Linked DNA regions of Mus musculus: regions 1, 3 and 4 are each linked to region 2. Evidence: chromatin contacts called from public promoter capture Hi-C data. All regions are on one chromosome and are shown on one strand. Each heading gives the region's core, a stretch centred on a gene start, on an enhancer-like site or on the middle of the called end of the contact. The rest is flanking DNA. Distances are from core to core; before and after follow the strand shown. Region 1 holds the start of Strn3 (striatin, calmodulin binding protein 3). Region 2 holds the start of Rpl36al (ribosomal protein L36A-like). Region 3 holds the start of Brms1l (breast cancer metastasis-suppressor 1-like). Region 4 holds the start of Pnn (pinin).

The links. Promoter capture Hi-C pulls out the DNA fragments that hold promoters and counts their contacts.
Region 1: a contact with region 2 is called in a promoter capture Hi-C map of liver, with 4 times the contacts expected there. The contact joins the promoter of Strn3 here to the promoter of Rpl36al in region 2. A contact is called at or near these places in 3 of 39 promoter capture datasets (cranial neural crest, liver and second pharyngeal arch cranial neural crest).
Region 3: a contact with region 2 is called in a promoter capture Hi-C map of pre-B cells. The contact joins the promoter of Brms1l here to the promoter of Rpl36al in region 2. A contact is called at or near these places in 1 of 39 promoter capture datasets (pre-B cells) and 1 of 484 Hi-C or Micro-C datasets (B cells).
Region 4: a promoter capture Hi-C map of pre-B cells shows a contact between it and region 2. The contact joins the promoter of Pnn here to the promoter of Rpl36al in region 2. A contact is called at or near these places in 4 of 39 promoter capture datasets (the C10 cell line, the HPC-7 cell line, cranial neural crest and 1 more) and 1 of 484 Hi-C or Micro-C datasets (B cells).

Annotation. Positions count from the first base shown.
Region 1 is chr12:51,690,487-51,694,042 of GRCm38.p6, reverse strand. It overlaps Strn3 (striatin, calmodulin binding protein 3), which reads left to right and starts at 2,129. Exons shown (of 18, transcript NM_052973.2): 1 at 2,129-2,621. The coding sequence starts at 2,340. Ap4s1 (adaptor-related protein complex AP-4, sigma 1) reads right to left here and starts at 3,077. Exons shown (of 6, transcript NM_021710.4): 1 at 2,729-3,077.
Region 2 is chr12:69,181,795-69,185,336 of GRCm38.p6, reverse strand. It overlaps Rpl36al (ribosomal protein L36A-like), which reads left to right and starts at 1,270. Exons shown (of 2, transcript NM_025589.4): 1 at 1,270-1,354; 2 at 2,172-2,603. The coding sequence starts at 2,201. The coding sequence ends at 2,521. Mgat2 (mannoside acetylglucosaminyltransferase 2) reads right to left here and starts at 1,179. Exons shown (of 1, transcript NM_146035.2): 1 at 1-1,179. The coding sequence starts at 683.
Region 3 is chr12:55,834,524-55,837,701 of GRCm38.p6, reverse strand. Brms1l (breast cancer metastasis-suppressor 1-like) reads right to left here and starts at 1,336. Exons shown (of 10, transcript NM_001037756.3): 1 at 1,057-1,336. The coding sequence starts at 1,198.
Region 4 is chr12:59,065,640-59,068,861 of GRCm38.p6, reverse strand. It overlaps Pnn (pinin), which reads right to left and starts at 1,943. Exons shown (of 9, transcript NM_008891.2): 1 at 1,747-1,943; 2 at 1,012-1,083; 3 at 509-577; 4 at 64-136. The coding sequence starts at 1,859.

The DNA.
Region 1 (3,556 bases), core at 880-3,379, about 17 Mb after region 2:
CCACTTAAGACAGACAATAGAAGAACAACAGTTATCTTTTTGCAGGGTAGGTGGGGGGCAACCTTCCTGTGAGCTGAAGTGTGAAATGAGAAATATAAATGTGCAACTTGCTCTTTTGACATAATCACCAGCCATGTGGGCTTCAGATCCCTAAAAGCTTCCTTGTGTTCATAAAATAGGTACCCAGGATGTAAGTTTTTCTGAGCTTTTTATGTGTTCTTTCTTAAGGAATGGGACTGCTTGAGCCAGCTGTATGCTGATTGTCAATAACTCTTAGATAACAGTACTATTTCTTCATATAAAAAAAAAGATGTATTTACTTATGTGAGTACACTGTTGCTCTCTCAGACACACCAGAAGAGAGCACTGTATCCCATTTCAGATGGCTGTGAGTCACTGTGGTCGCTGGGAACTGAACTCAGGACGCCTAGGAGAGCAGTCAGTGCTCTTAACTGCTGAGCCATCTCTCCAGCCTCATTTCTTCATTTACTAAAGACTACATTTCATAAATATGGTAATAAGTGTAACAGATCGAATTAGTTCTTTATAACACAGCAGACATGACAAAATAAAATGTATTTCTTTTTCTCTCTGAAGTTATATGAAGTCACTTATATGCTCCAATGTGAAAATTTGAATAGGCTTTCAGAGTGAAAATAAAAGTTTAAAAACATAACCAATTTTATATACTATTTCTTGTATAGCTGTAAGTACTGTGTATTTTTCTTTTCATTTGCTGTTACATAGGTTATTAGGTTTTTTGTTTTTTTTTTCCTTCTTCTTCTTTCCTTTTTTGGCTTTTCCAGACAGGGTTTCTCTGTTGTCCTGGCTGTCTGGGAACTCTGCAGACCAAGCTGGTCTGAAACGAAACCCAGAGATCAGGTTGTCTACCTCTGCCTCCCGAGTGCTGGGATTAAAGACATGGTTCACCAAGCCCGGTAGCCAGGCTGTTACCTCAACTTACAGAAAGCCGGGCGTGGTGGCACGCCTCTCATCCCAGCACTCGGGTGGCAGAGGCAGGCGGATTTCTGAGTTCGAGGCCAGCCTGGTCTACAAAGTGAGTTCCAGTTCAGCCAGGGCTATACAGAGAAACCCTGTCTCGAAAAAACCAAAAAAAGAACTTACAGAAAAATGCACACTATAGCACCTAAAAACTGACCCTTTGTGTATGTAGTATTTCATTCTAAAACCATTTAATGATGAAGAAAGATATCGTTGTGTTGATTTAGTTCATCTTAAGTTCTATTTACAATACTTTCATTTTGTTTCGATCAAAATTTCTGCCACTAATGACAATATCTGCGTTCATTGACTTCTAAACATCAGTCTCTTTGAAAGTTATCGTTTGCCATCCAACCCACTATTCTCAAGAATTCAAGATATCACAACTTCTTCAGGAAAAAAAAAAAAAAAAAAAAAAAAAAAAAAAAAAAAGCAATAGCTCAAACACAGAGAATCTCAGAATAATAAAGACTTAAGAAGTTACAACGGGCGGCCAGGAGCACCGAAGTGGGACCAAAGAAGCAGGTTGCGACGAAGCCCAGGAGCCAGTGAGAAAGTCCGGAAGAATCTGGGCTATTTGCCAAACGTAGACGTCTCCAGAATCCTGCAGACTGACTGGTGCCACGAAACCAGAGGTCAAGTGAGTGACAGGCAGAAAAGAGGCCCGACCCTCTGGGACTGAGCAAAACACGCCAGGAATTCTAGAGAAACGTCAGGAATTCCAGGGCAGTACGGAGGACGCCTTGCACGCAGCTCCAGAGCCCAGGCCCTCAGCTGAGACCCACGCTGCCCCTAAGGATACGTGCGTGAGGAAAACGACCCGGAAGCCCGACGCCCACGCGCTTCCCCAAAGTCAAGGCAGCATCCAGATTCCACAGGCGTAGAAAAGCTGGGGCCCGGCGCCCGAGTTGGGGCGGGGCCCAGGCCTTTCCCCGCCTCCCGAAGAGCGGTCCATCCTCAGTGCGCCTGCGTGGGGTGAGGCCGGACTCTTTTTGGCTCTCCGGAGTGCGGCTTGCAGCGGCGTTCTCTACCCAGCGTGCCGTGCGCGAGCGGCGGCCCTCCGTCCCTCCTCCTCCTCCTCCGTCCCTCCTCCTCCTCCCGCCGCGGCCCCCCTCTCCCCCAAAGTGAGTGAGTGAGACGGGCAGATGGAGGAGGTACCGTAATGGCGGCGGCCGGCAGCTCCCTGCTCTGATCCGCGGCAAGCACACGGCAACGACCCCCTCCCCGGCCGTCTCCCGGCCGGCCCCCCGCCCTGCGGTCGGCGCGGGGCCACCGTCCCGGCCCTCCCCGCAGCTGTCGGCGTCTGGCACTGCGCCCCGGCCGGGGCCCCACACACAATGGACGAGCTGGCCGGAGGCGGCGGCGGCGGCCAGGGGATGGCAGCCCCTCCCCGGCCGCAGCAGGGACCCGGGGGGAACCTGAGCCTGCCGCCGGGAGCGAACGGAGCGCCGGGCGGCGGGGGTCCTCCGGCCGCCGAGGCGGCGGGGCCCCCGGCAGGCCCGGAGCTGTCCCGGCCGCAACAGTACACGATCCCGGGGATCCTACACTACATCCAGCACGAGTGGGCTCGCTTCGAGATGGAGCGGGCGCACTGGGAGGTGGAGCGGGCCGAGCTGCAGGTACGTCACCCGTCACCCCTCTCGACTGCGAGCTGGGGCCGGGGCCACGGGCCGCGGGGGTGGGGCCGGGGCTGAGGCCCGTGCCCTCAAGGGCGGAGGGGACCTACCTGAGCCGCTCCGGCCGGCGAGCGGTGACGGCGCGCCCGGCTCCCTCCTCACGGGCGGCGCGCTGCGGGCATCCTTGGGGCAGCCATTTTGGCTTTTAGCATGGCGTCCGCAGGGCTCCTCCGGAGCCACCTCTCCTGGGCCTCCGGGGTTTGGGCCCAGCGCCTCTGGGCGAGAGTCTGGCGTGGGCCCGCTAGGCACTGAGTTTGCGCTTGTGGGTCCCCTTGAGGGTGAGGCCACGCGGAGAGGGCCTGGGATGAGCGTCTTTGCCTCCTGGCTCCTGCACCCCCTTCCGATGTGGCGTCCTGCCCCCTCCCCCGCGCCTCGGTACGCACTTGCCCCTTGACAGCCACGCCGCTTCGGGCTACCGCCGCGCACAATGGCTCGCGGCCGGCCGGACAAGTTTGCCTTCCCATCCTCAACTCCTTTAAGTACCTGCGATGCCGCTCTACTCACTTGGATTTCCTTTAGCGCTTACTGATTCATCAACACTTTAACTGAATATTTCTCTCTTGAGTCGGCTTCTCTAGAGTTCCCTACTATATTCATGTTTTTACTGATGCAAAGCAAAGCTGGGCTGTCAGTACAGTATTTAGGAAATGTCTGCGGAAAGAATTGGTCTTAATTTGAAGTAGACCGTACTTATCGCTTAGTACAAGCTAAAACGGAGTTAAATGTCCACTTAATGTGATCCTCTGACAGACTTGGGTTATCCTAACTTTTGGAAGGTGACAGTTGCGGGTTCATGCCTTGAATTTTTAAAATTGCTGCATCTGTTTGAAAGGATTATTCAAGCTGGAGGATGACTGCGTTTAGTTTTAAGTTCCTTT
Region 2 (3,542 bases), core at 21-2,520:
TGGTGTTTGGTTTGTGAGAACTTGGCCTCTCTGTAATGGCCGAAGGAGTCAGGGTATTCGGCATTGATGCACCCCAACTTCAGAGCTGCATTCTTCTTTAGGTCTCTGGGGCAATCTCTAGGGTCACTACCCGGAAACTCATTCGGGTACAGCTGAATGCTGAACGGAAAGAACACTTGCAGAACCGGGCAGAAATCCACCCTGGAGATCAGACTGTTGATCTCTGCGGACCAGAAGTCATGGCTAAAGATGACTAGGACTTCCTGAATACCCTGGGCTTTGCGAAGCGAGTCTATCAGCAACCTGAGGTATTCCGGCCTGTTATGCACCTGGACCACCAGCACCAGCTCCCCGGGGCTCCAGGTGCCGTCATTACCGACGTTCCTCAGCATCTGATCGAAGTTCAACTGGTACACCAGGGACCGGTACCGCAGCGTTAGGTTGTCCACCTCCGGCCGCGGGACCGCGGGAACCAGAGGAGCGGCCGATTCGTTTGAGACCCTGCGGATGCCTACGGACACAGCAAGGTGGCCCGCACCCCGTACGGGCTCCGCGTCCAGCAGCGGCGGGCCAAGGGCGTCGCTCTTCCTTTGTCGCCCATTGCTACTCCAGAGGACGAAGCCGCAGGCGGCCACCACGAGCGTCAGGATTAGCACCTTCCGTTTGTAGATGCGGAACCTCATGGTCTCCAGGGCCCGGAGCGCGGGCGCGGAAAAGAAGCTGGCGGCCTCTGCACGGAAGGGGCGGGCGGGCGGCGCCGTCGCCTTGGCCTGCAGCCCTAGGAACTGGCCCCCGCGGCGGCCCTCGCTAACTCATCCCGGGCTCCGGCGTCCTGGGGCCCGAAGGCTCTCAACTGCCTCGCGCCGCCCGGGCTCCGCGCATCCTCTCTGGCAGTTGCAGCTCCGGCAGCCGCCCCGCCGCTACGAGCCGCGGCTCAACGTCGCCTCGGTCCTCTCCATTCAGCACCCGGGGGTCCCGGAAGAAGCCCCGCCGCGGTCGCCGACACCGTGATTCCTTTACCTGCGCTGCCCGTGGCTCTGCGTCCTCTGCGCGCTCATCCTTGCTCGCACGGCGGAACGGCGACACCGAACGCCGCAGCCTCGCCCCGCTCCGGCAGCGACCGCTCTGACAAGCCGCGACTGGCCTGCGAGCGCCCGGGCCCTCCGGCCCACACCCTCCGCCCCGCCCCGCCCCGCCGGGCGCTGATTGGCGCTTCTCAGAAGCCTCCGGAGGAGGCCGCTGCTTATTGGTTCGCATTCCCGTCGCTCAGGTTCAGTTCCGACTTCCGCTCTGTTCGTCCCTTTCCTGTTCGGCGCGTGCGGTTGAGTCGGGGATCGCGGCGGCCGGTCTCTCGGTAAGTCTGGAGCAGAGCGGTAGCTGCTTCCTTGGGGACCGCGGTCGCCTGGAAGCCGGAGCCGACCTAGCTCTTTGAGGCGTCGGAAAGGGGCAGGTGCTGCCCGCCGCGGCTTGAGGTCAGCCCGCGGCTCTCTCGGAAGAGACCGCTCCAGCATGGCGGCTCCCGGGCGGCGAGGCGTGCTGGCTGCTAACGACACGTCAGCCTTCGGGCCCGCTGGAGAGTGACGGTGCTTTAGAGGGGGTGAAGCCAAAACAGACTGACGTGGCTGGGGGGAAGGAACGAGCCCGGTTGTTGCAGAAACGACTATATTTCGTTGTAAGCCATTCGTAGCTAGAAAACGGAGGGAATTGCTGTGGGGTAGTCCGAGCAAAACTTCTCTACCCGGACGCCACTGCGTTGTCCTTGCAGTGAGACCTAAGAAATTGGACGCTGGTTTGGGGAGAACTGTAATGGCCACTCCAAGTGTCAGTTCCTTTGGACGCTAAGGCAGACCTCAACTAGCAATCCTCTGCCTCAGCCTCCCAGGACACACTCCATCAGGTCTGAGTTTTTAACTGTTAATGCCTCGTTTTAGTTTAAAAAAACAAAAAACAGTTTTTCTATAGGCTTGAAGTGGTAAGGATTGAACCCCGGTGTTTAAGCCAGTGCTCATCCACTCAGCTGCGTGTTGGCCTTTTATTCACGTGGGAAATGAGTACTTGGTGGGTTCACAAATTTTCGAACATTACTGTTTTTTTTTTATATGTTCCTACAAATTATACCTGTTTAAAACTTTCGAGTTTGAAGATCTTTAATGTCTGAAACTTTCTTACAGTTCTCATCGCAGACACTTCTACTGCAAACATGGTCAACGTACCAAAAACCCGAAGGACTTTCTGTAAGAAATGTGGCAAGCATCAGCCTCACAAAGTGACCCAGTATAAGAAGGGCAAGGATTCCCTGTATGCCCAAGGAAAGCGGCGCTACGATCGCAAGCAGAGTGGCTACGGTGGGCAGACAAAGCCAATCTTTCGAAAGAAGGCCAAAACCACAAAGAAGATTGTGCTCAGGCTTGAGTGTGTTGAGCCCAACTGCAGATCCAAGAGGATGCTGGCCATTAAGAGATGCAAGCATTTTGAACTGGGAGGCGACAAGAAGAGGAAGGGCCAAGTGATCCAGTTCTAAAACTTGTGTTCTCTGAGAGGAAAATACTGAAGCAGTAGAGAAATGACCTGCTAGAGAATAAAGTTACTGTTAATGATACCAAGCCTTGTGTTTTGATTCTCAGTAGGATTGCATATTTAGGGGGTTTTGTTTTCAAACATAATTTGAGTCTGGGTCTACCTCTGCCTCCTAAATACTAGAAGTACAGAATTGCACCATATCCTATTTCTAAGGTGCTGTGTTGGGTTGAACCCAGTGCTTTCTGCATGCTAGGCAAAGTGTGTACTAAGTGCCCTACAAGAAGTCATACAGATAAGCAGTAGCTACAGAATAATGGGCACAGAACATATGTGATGGTCATAGAATTCATTCCCCAGATCTGCTGACAAAGGTTTCATCCTTCCACTCAGAATGGCTTGGAGACTAACATTAAATTGGTCACTTGATTAGGTATTTTCAATTTATATGAAAATTATTATTTAATAATTGTTCATTATATTTTCAGACTTGTTGATGTTGGCTAATTTACCATGGACAGTGATACATGTTTGGTAACTCATTCAAAAAAATTCCATAAAAGGGAGGAGGGGAATAAAATTTGAATTTAAATGACTCATTGGTGGGTGGGGTAAAGAATAATTAAGACTGGAGAGATGGCTTATTAACCCTGGCTGTCTTTTTTTTTTTTTTTAATCTTACACGTGAATTGACTCTTTGCCTAGAAGTGTACATGTGTGAGGGTATCAGGTCTAGAACTGGCGTTAGTTGTGAGCTGCCACGTGGGTGCTCCAATTAAACCTGGGTCCTCTGGAAGAACAGCCAGTGCTCCTTACCAGATAAGCCATTTCTACAGCCCATGGCTGCTCTTTTTGCAAAACATCCCCAGCATCTACGTGGCTTCCAATTGTCTGTAAGTATAATTACAGGGGATCTAACATGTTTATCTAAAACTCCTATGTAGAAAGTTTACTCCTATGTAAAGATAATTAAGAAAGCAAGCTTTTTCATTGGTGGTACTGCTAGGAGTCAAACTTAGGGTCCT
Region 3 (3,178 bases), core at 87-2,586, about 13 Mb after region 2:
TCCTGCTGAGTAAGCAAAACACTGTTCTTCAACGGAGATAACTATAAATTTATCCTCATGTTTATTTATGAGTATAATGAGTATGAGTATATAAATGAGTATATGAGTATAAATATTTATGAGTAAAAACTTCATAAATATTTACTTTTGGATGGCTGACTTATCGGCATTACATGCTTCCAAGTATACTTTTTTGACAGACAAACCTGAAAAAAAAAAAGGTGTGAGGTGATACCACAGTCATTAACCTGTTATCAATGCTTCCCATTACACAGCCAAAACCAGGGTTAGACAAAGCCATTCTCAGTCTGTCATATGGTTAGAGGAAGATCCGGGAAATCAGTTCCATTCATTTTATTAAAGTATTAAAAGACTTATAAGGGGTTAGAAACAGCCCAAAGTTACAAAATAACCAAAGCTTGAAGATTCTGGGAATGTCAACACTGCCCACATCTTCCAGATTAAAAACTGACAAAGATTCCAAATGATCCCTCAGGCTGGTCCCTTCTTCGTCTTGAAAACTTTTGGGACCTATTATGAACCTGAGAGTTCCCAAGTCAGTCCTCTGATGACAGTACTGGTGAGAGGCTGACCTGAAAGCTAAGGTTGATGAGTGGCAAGCCCGCCAAGGACCAAGGCAAATTTATCCTCAGCCCCCACAAAAACGCTGACAAAGGTTGCTGAGACTACTAGTAAAGAGGTCGGTGGTGTCAGCTAAGGGACATTTGCAGTCTTCCAGACCAGCCAGCCGGACATTCCACTCCGGAGCCGGTAGCCCCAGGGTACTGCCAGGTGACCCTAGGGCGGGTCCCACAGTGCACAGAATCGCCTCGGGTCCTCAAAGCCTGCGGGCGCCCAGCCCACCGGGAGCCAGAGCCAGAACTGGAGCCCGCGGCGACCCGCAGCTCCGGGTGCCAGACGCCGAGCCAGTCCCCGCCCCTTCCCCATCTCCCCGCCCCGCGCTCGCAGCAGGACGCACCGCCCGGCGTGAGCACCGCGGCCTGTCGCGCGCGCGGCGCAAGGGACCCGGCATCCCCGCCCAGCTGGGTAGCGCACCTGAACTGTCCCCATCCTCCGAGACCGACGAGCTCTCGGTGTCCTCGTCTTCGGAACTGCTCCCCTCGTTCTCCGCGTAGTCCACCTCCATCTCATCGTGATGATTCGTCTCCTTCTTATCCCCTCGAGAATGGACCGGCATTTTCCAACCTCGCCGTCGCTTCCCACTTCCTGCTCCCAGCCCGGCCACTGCCGCTTCGGTGAAGGGCGCGCCGAACGCCCCGACCCACCCGGCCACCGAGCTGGATCCGAAACCCTCGACTCCTCCCCACCCCCGGCCTCAGCCTCACAACCTAACCCGCAGGCTTGCGCTGCGAGCTCTGCCATTGGTCAAGGCTGTCCCGGAGCTAGAGGCGTGGCTTGTCTTGCAAGCGAACGATTGGTTACCGGTGATTACGGCGCGGCCTTCCGCTGTCTGTCGGGAATTGTAGTCCTTAGGCCTCAGAGCTTCAGGGGCTATGGGTTTCTAAGATTCAGCTGCCTTAATCGCTTCTCACTTCGGACTTCAAGTCCCACAAGGCAGGAAAGCTGACATACTGGGACGCAGTTTATAAACTAAACAGAAACAGATTGTGCGGATTTGGTCTGTACTTATCCTTTTCCCGCCAAGTGGTTATCTGATCTGCCTAGCTACTCAAACTGTGAGAAGAATGTGAAAAGATCCTTTGCCTGAAAGGGTCTTTGCATACTCTGTGAGCCTGGAGGGTTACAGAATCGTCTCTTCTACACTAGTAGTACCTTTAGTACAGCTAGTAAACTATTAAATTGAATTGTATGTGTAAGAAATAATTTTCACAAAGAAAATTTCATTGTTCTTGGAATTTTTACAACCAAAACTACAGAGGGGAAGGAAATTTTATCTTAGTATTTCAATCTTGCGTTCTTACTTTTTTTTTTTTTTTTTAATGGAAGAAGCTACCCAAATTAAATTGATTTAATTTCAGGTTCCAGTGAAAAATAAATATTTGACTTAAAAAGATGTCATTTTTTTTTTTTCAAAAACAGGATTACACAGACAAGGACGATGCCATAACTACCATAATAATCGTAACTTATAACCGATCACTTTCACTCTTTATCAGGTTATCTTGGTAAATTCACTGCATGGATTTGCTGAGTTCAATTTTTAGTTTAATAGCCCTAAGGTAGGAGTCGGTATTATGTCCATTTTATCAACAAAATATATGGTTAAAGTATTAAAGGGACACCAGGAAGTAGAATGAAACTTAGCTGTCCTGGAACTTGCTCAGTAGGCTGACCTTGAGTTTAGTGATCTGCACGGCTCTGTCTCCTGGGATTAAAGGTATGTTCCATCACACATAGACTTAAATTTAGCTGAGTGGGATCTGTTATCTCCTAAAACAAAAGATTTTGCTCTGTTCTACTTCCCGGTGTCCCTTTAAATATTTTTCCTTTCTCAGCTTGCTCATTTTCTTACAGGTTCAGAGGTTCTGTCCATTACCATCAAGGCGGGAGCATGCCAGCATCCGGAGGAGCTGAGGGTCCTACATCATCTTATTCAGACTGGCTCCCAGGGAGCTAGGATGAGGGTCTTAAAGCCCATGCCCACAACGACACACTTGCTCTAACACCTACTGCAGCAAGGCCACACCTCCTAATAGTGCCACTTCCTGGGCCAAGCATATACAAACATCACCATCACCACCATCTTCCACACTTCAGACGCTCTCATGTTCCACCAGACGATGGCTCATGTTCCACCAGACGATGGCTATGCTCCGTCCTTTTTTTCTTCTTTTCCTAGCAGTCTATATTCAGCCAATGTGGGTCACTTATAAGATTGCAAGTTCCTTGAGAACAAGGGTTGTTTTAATCAAGCATGAAAATAAAAGACAAAGCAAAGTTACTGTGGGGGCAGCTACTATGTTGCAACCAGGCAGTTGATAGGATCTGATAATTTTAGCCTAACAATATCAGGCCTTCCAAATCTGCAAGAGAAACTAAAACTGTGACTTCTGTACAGAATGTCAAGATACAAACACTGCCTCAGATGAAGTGGGGTTTTTTGTTGTTGTGAGCATGTTTGTTGAGACAGTCTTGCTGGCCTTGAGTTCATAGCATGGCCTCATCTTCCTTAGAGCTGGGATATTGGCCTGTACTA
Region 4 (3,222 bases), core at 694-3,193, about 10 Mb after region 2:
GCTATCATGCTTTTCAAAGCACACTAAGAGTTGTGTTCATCCTCTAATATTTAATTTCAATACCTTTTTAACATCATCGTCTTCTGGGTCGCTCTCCTGGCGTGATTCTCTTCTTGTCCGACGCTCCCCACCCAGCCTAGCACGGGAGAAAGAATTGAAATGACCACTATGGAATCAAATGCATAATCAATCAAAGGTGAATGGGTGTTCAAATGCTCATCTCCAGAAGGCATATTCTACTGAGTTTATATCGCATTTACCACTTTCTTATGGGGGGTGGGGGAGGGGTGGAAGCAAGATGCTCCAAACCAAGCTTTGCTCTCTTCTCATATCCAAACGTTTCTTGGTGTTTTTTAAAGTACAAAACAGAACGTGTTACTTCTAATCCCACTGAGTTCTGTAAACTGGGCTAGCCCAGTTCAAATCAATCCCAATGACATAGAAATATCTGTAGTGTCCCAGAAAACAAGATGGGTACTGACTCTCCAGACATCTTTTGAAACCATACCTACTGACTGCCCCTTCCAGGTCTCTTTGTTTGGCTGGGGGTCCTCCTCCACTATCTGAGAATCCACGCCTGCAATGAGAAACATCCAACCTAAAGCTCGAGAAACATTAGCAGAAACTGGTATTTCTAGTCGACTAGAGAATTTAGTTGATTTCATAAAGAAGAAAAACACAAGTGAAGCAAACTTAAGCAAACAATTACATGAACAACACCCTACCACCAATTACATTCTTAGATGTCAAAAGCCTTAACAGAACTTAAAAACAGTTAAGTTTATATGAAACTGTCCCCCCCCCACCCCCACCCCCCAGTCAGGGTTTCTCTGTATAGCCCTGGCTGTCCTGGAACTCACTTTGTAACTTTGTAGACCAGGCTGGCCTTGAATTCAGAAATCCGCCTGCCTCTGCCTCCCAAGTGTAGTGCATATGAAACTGTTCTAATATTCTCCAACCTCTACTTTTGCAATACATTTATTAGAAACAAGGCAGTTATCATCTCCTTACCTTAGCAATAAGCTACCTCGTCCTCTACCTCCACCAGGACCAGAAAGGGCCAGCAATCTGGCTTGGATGGGCCTAAAAAAGAATTATAATCAGTGTAAAAGTCCTATGCAGACACATGAGAGGGCTTCATATACTTCCACACACTAAGGTACACACTACGTAGAAATGAACACAAATAATTCTAAAATGACCGTTTCAGATCCACTTCTTCGAAACCAAACATTAAAATCCTCTTTCTTGCTTCCCCAAGACCACCGTTACGAAAATATATGTATCTCGAGACTGCTACATATTAATAAGTCTGGGTCAGGTCCTATCTGCCAACCTCAAGGGAAGGACACCCAAGCCAGCAGGGAGAGGCAGCCACTGCTTCCCCCGGGGGTCTCCGACTTGACAAGGGTTCGGAGCCGCAGGGGTGGAAAGGGGCTTTGTACTGCAGTTCCGGGCCTGCAGCGCCAAGGGCGGGAAGCCGTGGTCTCGGCCTTCCCGGGGGCGCGGAAACCACGCCGGGCAGCCGGGCGGGCCTTCCTTCCATTCGCAAGCACTCGCACCCAGTGCCCTAGGCGCAGGCATGGCGTCTCCCCGCCTAGCCGAGCAGAGGGCTCGCCCGCCGCCCGGGAAACGGGCCCCTTGACCCCAGTCGGCCCACAAGCGGCCGGTTGCCCTCTGTCCCGGGTGCGCCCGGCCCCGAGGCCCCGGACCTCGCCAACCTCTGGGGTTCCGTCCGATCCGTACCTCACATCATTCGGGTCCCGCCCGGTGAGCTTGCGGATATTCTCGTCCACATTCTTGAGGCTCTCTTTGGCCTTCTCTAGCTGCTCCTGCAAAGCTCTCACGGCGACCGCCATCTTCTCTCTGCAGCAGGCTTCGCGACCGCTCTCCAGGCCGCGCAGCGCCGCACCGCGCCCGCCGCTCCACGCGGAAGGACTGACAGCCGGCCCCAGCCAATGATCGCGGGCTTCTTCTCGGGCCTGGACCACCCGAGGACCGGAAGGGGAAGAAGCTTGTCGATCCGTGATTCTGGACCAATGAGAAGCCGGCAAGTCACTCAGCTCCTCCCCTCGCCGCCTGCCGTGGTTGCGCTCCGCTGCTTGCGCAGAGCGGGGAGGGATTACGTCGGTGTGATAGATCCAATCTCGGGGGTCTGCAAAGGCATCCTCTTAAACTTGACATGTCGCTGACTTCATAGTGCGCCTAAACTCTTCCCATGGGACGGAAGAGGCTATACATCCTTTTTTTCCTTCCCCAAGAGGTTTAATCAGAAAAGGGCATGGCAAATAATGGCTGTTGCGCATGCCCAGAGTGCAGGGAGGCGCAGGCTGTCTTCCATTAGTGAACTGAACCACCAGGAGTCTTCATCCTAACAGCTAATAGTTATTGTGGACACTGAGAATCGCTTTGCGTGCCTTAGTCGTTAAAAACTAGAAACTTGAATGAGATGGTGCTTAATGATAAGGAAATTGAGGCTGCGGACCTAGGTCCAACAGGTCGTCAGATCTCGATGAAGAGGCAATTTATATTCTGATCCTGAGCAAAGTTGTTTCCAGCAGGGCCTAATGCCTGCGGGTATAATAGAGGGTCTGGAGAAGTTGCCAGTGGTTTCCTGTGTGTATTTTCTGGATTCCACTTTGCCCTACCCACAATGCCAATATGGACGCTGGTTTTGTACTTGACATAGAGGTACACGTTTTAGTTCGGAAAAATGTTACACAAATGCAAAGGTCAAATCCTTACAAGTTTTCTCCCTGAAAAGGAACAAGAATTTTTGTTTTGTTTTTAGTAACAGTAACTTGGTCTTATCCTGTATGCTATTTGTGTGGAGGCTCATAACTGGATAGGTGAGGAAGAATTTCATTATCTTATCAATGTTAACAGCACCTGTTATCTACAAAACGAATACCATGACAGCCAAGGATACACAGAAAAACCCAGTCTTGAATAAAACCAAAACCAAAAAGAAGAAGGGGGGAAGGGGAGGAGGAGAAGGAGGAGAAGGAGGAGGAGGAGGAGGAGGAGGAGGAGGAGAAGAAGAAGAAGAAATAGAAGAAGAAGAAGAAGAAGAAGAAGAAGAAGAAGAAGAAGAAGAAGAAGAAGAAGAAGAAGAGAAAAGTCAGGTGGTAACATGCCTTTTAATCCCAGCACATGACAGGTTGAGGCAGGTGGATTAGCCTGGTTTACAGAGCTAGTTCCAGGACAGCCAGAGAATCCTGT